2 separate regions of the Xenopus tropicalis genome follow, and region 2 is linked to region 1. The links are chromatin contacts, called in public Hi-C maps. All regions are on one chromosome and are shown on one strand. The core of a region is the stretch at or near the end of the contact, and the rest is flanking DNA. Distances in the headings are between cores, read along the strand shown. Region 1 holds the start of klf2 (Kruppel-like factor 2). Region 2 holds the start of cers1 (ceramide synthase 1).

Region 1 (3,476 bases), core at 571-3,070:
TTTGGTACACTGAAGGGGTAAAGAAGAACAGCTTATTGGTTTGAGCAATGTATAACTGATATTTACCTGTGTGTGTTCTGAGATGAGCTTTCAAGTGGGAACTCTTTGTGTAGGTCTTCCCACAACCAGCATAAGAGCAAGTGTGTGTTGCTGTCCTTTTCCTGGGCCAAGATCTGCGGCCTCTCTTTGGCTTGGTATCCAGAATTTCCAAAGGGGAGCAGGGAGGGGTTATCATGCCCCTGGCAATTGAAGGCTGCATGGGCAGATTGTCCTCAAACATGCCATACTGGGAGGTATTTTGGTACTGGACAGGTGACTGGTGATGGAAGCCAGTGTGCTGATAGTTATGACCATAAGGCACTGAGGGATGGCACATCAATTGGGACTGGCATTCACTTAACATTATGTCATCAGGGCTCAAAGGAGGGGTGTCAGGGCCACCCATCTGAGGAGAATTGGCAAGTCTAGGCTGTTCATATGCCATCATACAAGCAGTACTGCCCTCTTGCTTGATCTTTGTGCAGGACTGGGGAACCATGCCCATTACTGGTCCATATGAATCCATGTCAGGTTCTGCTTTTATAGTATCTGGAAAGTCAAAATTTGAAGTCACAAAGAACCTCCCTTGAACATTGCTGGGATGGCAGTAGTTGTCCATGTCAGACCTAATCAGTTCAGTCATGAGGCTACCTGAACTGTAAGGAGGAGGGCTGTGGTCTGTGCTGTAGCTTCCCGGAGAAGGGCTTGTTTGGTAGTAATTGCAGGACTCTGAAGGTGCCATTGAATATTCTCCACAGATTTGGACACTTTTGTCACCACCCATAGCCAACACAAATTCCAGCACATTGTTTAAATCTTCATCTTCCTTCTTAGTAGAGAAGGCGTCTGGGCTCTGCATTACATCTGGAATGCCACAGCTGCTGCGGGGAGACTTGGACTCATAATCGCACTTCCACCTCTAGAAAGAGAAATGATAGGAAATACATGAGAGCAGGTAGTTACCTAAACTACACAGACACACCAATGTACCCACACTGGGGCTGCAAATCATAGTAAGCACGCTCACCGACACATAATCAAAGAGCACTGCAAATACTATAAATAGGGATCAGAGACATTACAACAACCTGCTTTATAGCAGAATGAATCAGTGCTTTCTAGCATGCACTTCATATCCACCAAATCTTTCAATCTCCACACCTACACATTACCTAGAAATACACACACACACCAACTTCTGCTTTCAGAAATCAGGCGAATCTCATGCACTGCAAGAACTCACACAGTTACTCTAAGCATCAAAGTCCTAGAAAACTTCATTTCATTGATTATTCTCTTATAGGAACAGAGGCAGGTATTACACAAAAAAAGTCTGCCTAGGAGTATGTTGTGCAGGTGTAAAGCAGCCCTAAATTCTAATTAGGATATTTTCCATAAGATAATAGTATACTATATTAATCTTGAAAAAATAAAGATTAATAAAAAAATTCTACATCATTTATATAATGCCGCTGAAGAAGAAAAAGTCCTAATCAGCATACAATGGCACTCCAGTCTAATTGCAAACAATCTCAATATGCGACTAAGCACTCTCCCCAGGCAGCACACCTGTCTCACTACTCTCCCCCACTCGATATACTTACATCTTGGCTTGCAAACGTAGCAAAAGAAGGGAGAATGGTCTCGCTCAGAGCCATCCCAACGTCTTGTCCGAGTCAGATTGTCAGCAAAACGAAAAAAAAAGTTACAATTAAAAATGACGAATTAAATAGGATTTGCGAACTCCCCGATCCCTGTTGCGGAGAGGTCCGTGTGTGCATGAAGTTACGCGCAATAGCAAAAACAGTTTTCCTTGCAGCTGAGAGGGGGCCTGGATTTATAAATAAAGGCACGGGGGCACGCACCAAACCAATTGCAAGGAGAGGAGGAAACACGTTCAGGATGAGGAGGCTGAGCACTCAGTGGAGCCTAAATTTAGCAGCACTATATAAACCCTGCAGTCAAGTTCAGTCTGCAGCGAGAGCAGCAGCTCCTGGAGCCCTTTAAAGAGTTGGCCACGCCCCTCTCCTGTGGTCTCCCTTAGCAACCGAGGGAAACACAGGCCAACACAGAACTTTAGTGACGAGCCAGTGACGTAGGAGGGAGCCCCAGGCCGAAAAGCCCGCCCTTTTGGATTTGGCAGGGAAAGCGTTGCAAATCGTGTCAGAGTTCAGAAGTAGAACTGATGCTGTAGTAATTAACGCAAAGCCTGCGAATTCAGTGTAGCGCTCTCTTTATTGTGAAACACGATGTGAACAGGTTCTGTTTGTACAAATACCTTAGTTGTCAAATTGAGTTTATTTACAGGGGGAATCCCGCGTTATTTGTCCTCTTAGAAAAATCTTTTAAACTGTGAGAAATCAGTGAGCGTTCTGCTGCTCAGCCCCTTGTAACTTCTGGACCCCCAGCTGTCGCAGGCGTTGCTTTATCCATACGTATGCATCATAATTCTCATGTTATATGGTTGGTATATACTAGGCGGAGGGTTTTTGTTTGGGGAGGCTAAATATGGGCCATACATAGGGGCAAAGTAGCAAAGTACGATTGAGACCGAATACAAAAAAATTGTATTGGTTCTAACTGTGCATATTTTCTGCAACTTTTTCGTACTTTGCGCAACTTTTTCATACTTTGCAACAAAATTTGTGCAACAAATTTGTATTGTCGCGCCGAGTACAAAAGTTTAAGATTCATTCAAGCTTCGATATCGTGACTTTCCTTGGGCCAGGTTGGAGCTGCAGGGTGCCATTGAGCCCTATGGGTGACTTTCCTTGGGCCAGGTTGGAGCTGCAGAGTGCCATTGAGCCCTATGGGAGACTTTCCTTGGGCCAGGTTGGAGCTGCAGAGTGCCATTGAGCCCTATGGGTGACTTTCCTTGGGCCAGGTTGGAGCTGCAGAGTGCCATTGAGCCCTATGGGAGGCTTTCCTTGGGCCAGGTTGGAGCTGCAGAGTGCCATTGAGCCCTATGGGAGGCTTTCCTTGGGCCAGGTTGGAGCTGCAGAGTGCCATTGAGTCCTATGGGAGACTTTCCTTGGGCCGGGTTGGAGCTGCAGAGTGCCATTGAGCCCTATGAGAGACTTTCCTTGGGCCAGGTTGGAGCTGCAGAGTGCCATTGAGCCCTATGAGAGACTTTCCTTGGGCCAGGTTGGAGCTGCAGAGTGCCATTGAGCCCTATGGGAGACGTTCCTTGGGCCAGGTTGGAGCTGCAGAGTGCCATTGAGCCCTATGAGAGACTTTCCTTGGGCCAGGTTGGAGCTGCAGAGTGCCATTGAGTCCTATGGGAGGCTTCCAAAATCATGCACAGGAGGATCACAGTCAGAAAGGTTTTCCCTTCGTGTACAATCGTCGGATACGAAAATTTTGTGACTTTCGGATCGCCAATACGATATTGTCGTGACTATTCTGATTTTTTCATAAGCATTTTCGTGATATTTGCG
Region 2 (3,476 bases), core at 477-2,976, 170 kb after region 1:
GTCCCCTAACCCCCCCTAACCTCCCTCGCAGGGCCCCCACCCGATGTCCTACCCTTAGCACGTAACTTTAATGCGTCAGGGGAGGAGTGGTCGGGCAGGGGGAGCACTGCAAGAGTTGGGTCTGGGCCGCCGGGGCCCACCGGTATTTTTCCCGGTGTCCCAGCAGCCCAGTCTTGGTACAGCGGTGATCCTGAGGCTGCTGCCGCCTGAGGCCACCCCTATCTCCTTACAACATTATCGTCAGAGAGGGTCCAGAGGGGGCCACAACACTAGTGCAGAGAACACTATTGCACTCTCTGCACAAGCAAAGCAAATTTTCATTTAAAAAAAATGAAAATTGGGCTTTAAAAGTTACCAGATGTGGCTTTTTGCTACCCCTGGTAACTGGCTGCTCCCTGCCGCCTGAGGCAAGGTACTCACCTTATGGCAGGCCTGTCTTGGGGCAATACCAGGATGGCTGATGATGGCCTTTTCATCTGTAACCTGGAATCTAAAGGCCACTTGTCTAAAAAGGATGCCTGTATACCTAATGGTTCTGCACTGCAGAAGATTATAACAGATTAATGATATTGCTATTAATAATGAACTGATTTGGCATTATTATTGCTGAAACGTGACACCCTTTCCTCAGCTGACACAATTGTGAGTGACCCAATGTGTGCAGATAGCAGGGATGTGTGGATATGTGTAGGAATTTGCACCTGGCTGGTACTCTGGTGATACTTGTGCATATGGTGTGTATAAAAGGAGTGAGAAGTGTTTAGAAGGAAGCCAGGTTGTTTCCTTGCCCACTAATGCCTGTTACTGTGTAACTAACCTGGAAGATCCACCTTGTGGTTGCCTTTCTTAGGCCAGTCCATACCAAGGCGCCTATAAGCAGGCATAGGAGCTCTGCCCAGGTAAGGCTGGCATGTTTCTTTAGGGTAGCCAAGGATAGTTCCCATCCACAGTCCTTGCATTCCCTTAGGGCATCCATGAATGTGCCCCCACCCCGGAGCAAGAGCTCCATATATCCGGGAGCAGCGGGTGGCGGGAGTGCTGGGTGCAGTGCCTCCATGGCGGGCAATGGGAAGATGTACGGGAAGCTGCTCCTGTATCCTGCGGCGCTGAAGGGATTTTAGCTCCCGTTAGAACTCAAACATGATGGAAAACAAATGGACGATGCGAAGTCACCCCAGAAATCCCATTTAGTATGGTGGCACTGATCCGGCCAGGCTAATGTTCAGCTGCTGGTCCCCCGCCCACAGGCATTGTGCTCTGTCTGAATGGTGCAAGGGGCTGTAGGGGCCTGGGGGGAGCAGGGCTGCCGGTGCCTCCTCGGCCTGTGAGGGATACAGACGTGTGATGCACAATAGGAAGCGATCCCAAGGTGCCTTTTAGTTGGTCTGGGAGGCAGCGGCTCCTACACCCCTTCTATTTTTTGAGATGGCTCAGCGAATCCCCCCTCCCCTTCAGACAGAAAGATCAGGTCCAGATATGGGAGAGGGGATGCTCCTTTCCTTGTGCTTTGCTGGTACTCACAGGCAGGAAGCCCAAACCTACAACCGAGCCCGGTACTGCCTGTACAATGAGAGATGGGGCGCCCAGCAGCAGGGAGACACCGGCTCTTGGCAGGGAGGGTACAGCCCTCATATACATTCAGCGCACGTTTGAATGAAGGGGCGGAAAGGACGGCGCGGCAGCCAATCAGAGCAGGGAGAGGGGATTGGAACCTGCGTGATGTCAAACTGACCGGCTGCTGTGGATGTGAGAGTCCGATTGTATGGGGATTGTATGGGGGGGGGGGGGGGGCAGCAGCTGAACCTTCCAAAGTGACGGGAGGGTCGCGCCTCGCATGTATTGCAGTATCTGTGAGTGGAATACTTACATAGGCGTGCCCCCCCAACAATAATTTTGTCCCTCTATTAAAATAAGAGCCCTGACAAACTTCTAATCGCTCCCATATTACGGATTTAGGGCTTCCAAAGCAATTCAGAGGAATGAGCTGCAGAAGTAAAAATAGGTCAGCAATTGAATTGGAGTGGAAGATGGTGAATTTGTCAACCTGAAATTCTACCAAGCTTTGGGTTCACCCGATCCTCCTTGCCCCGTCTCTCCCCTCCTTCAGCAGATATTTCAGTGACAGCTGCACTGGGATCTGACAGACCAATCAATTTTGACTTAGCTGTCCACATGACTCAGGAGTTGGGAAAGCGTAGGAAACTGTACAGTGGAACGGAGAGGCGACTAGTAGCTAGGTGGGCATTATTTAGCTCATAGCTCGTTTCTGTCCATCTGTTCTAATGCCATGTTGAACAGATTCCACTCCTGATCTCTTTCATATGTATGTTCTTTGAACATCAATCTTAATGTCAGCTTTTAGTTAGTGTGTGTCTTTTGCTGTGGGTAAGGAAAGGGATGCAAACAGAACATGAATTGAATTTTACTACATACTCCTCATATTTCTATCACTTTTTCTCCAGCCTTTTTTCCTCCATCCCTGTTTGATGACCAATGTATCCCTTTCCTTTTGTATTATACCCAAGCAAACCTTCTAGTTACATTATTTCCATACCTCTTCCTCCTCCAAACTCCTTATATTTCTGATCTCTCCTTTCTCCCACCAAAACATTTTTTTCCTTCCCTCTCCATGTGTACTTTCTCTTATACTTATTCTCGTTTTATTGCCCATTGTGATGTGTCTAATAAATATATTTCTCTTGCATTATTTATTATACCTTTACAGCTTTGTCATTAATACTAGCCCTGCTTTTAGTATTTTCTTTCCTAATTATGCATGAGAAAGCATATGATTTGTCATTTTAGTGACCAGTGATAGGAAAAAAAAAAATACAGAGCCACATAATTATGAGCAATGCTTGCCTGTCACTAGGAAGGACAAGAATTGCAGTGATTGCCAAAATGGCCTCTGGAGGCCATAAAATCTCATGAAGGGACATACCTAACCCATGGACCTCCATTTGCCAGGTGGTTCCACAGCTACAGCCCCTATGCTAAAGTAAGGGGGCAAAGAACTTTAGTTTTTTCCACTCACAAGGAAATTCTAAAATCCCTGCAACTGACACTTCAAAATGCAAGGACTGTGCTACAAATTGCATTTTACCTCACACTATCACATCTACGTTGCTATATCCTGCAGATTTGCTGAAAGTAGTGGGTAGTAAGATAGGAAAAACTGTATTCTCACTCTCAGGAATCTTATGTCTTCACAAGACAATTCCTGGGTCTGTAGTAAACAGTTATCCTTGGGAAACAAGGCTTCCACCCTATATGTATAGAGCCACAAATCACATCTAACACCAGTTAATTGGAACTAAAATCCTATTCTATTTTTAATAGCTTAGCTTTTATTCACTATCCAAAACTGCCCATACATACTGCATACTTGCCTACAAATCAGCTTATTTATTTACAAGGAATTCAATCTTCTGAGGCACAGTTTTTACATACTAAGTTTATATGTAAATTGTACCTTA

What was found. A called contact is a pair of places that touch in the nucleus more often than the background predicts.
Region 2: a contact with region 1 is called in a Hi-C map of neurula embryo, with 2.4 times the contacts expected there. The contact joins the promoter of cers1 here to the promoter of klf2 in region 1. A contact is called at or near these places in 3 of 5 Hi-C or Micro-C datasets (brain, gastrula embryo and neurula embryo).

What each region holds. Positions count from the first base shown.
Region 1 is chr1:112,430,334-112,433,809 of UCB_Xtro_10.0, forward strand. klf2 (Kruppel-like factor 2) reads right to left here and starts at 1,821. Exons shown (of 3, transcript NM_001016764.3): 1 at 1,644-1,821; 2 at 67-958. The coding sequence starts at 1,697.
Region 2 is chr1:112,602,104-112,605,579 of UCB_Xtro_10.0, forward strand. It overlaps cers1 (ceramide synthase 1), which reads right to left and starts at 1,727. Exons shown (of 7, transcript XM_002940602.5): 1 at 818-1,727. The coding sequence starts at 1,057. It also overlaps a transcript of ddx49 not described here.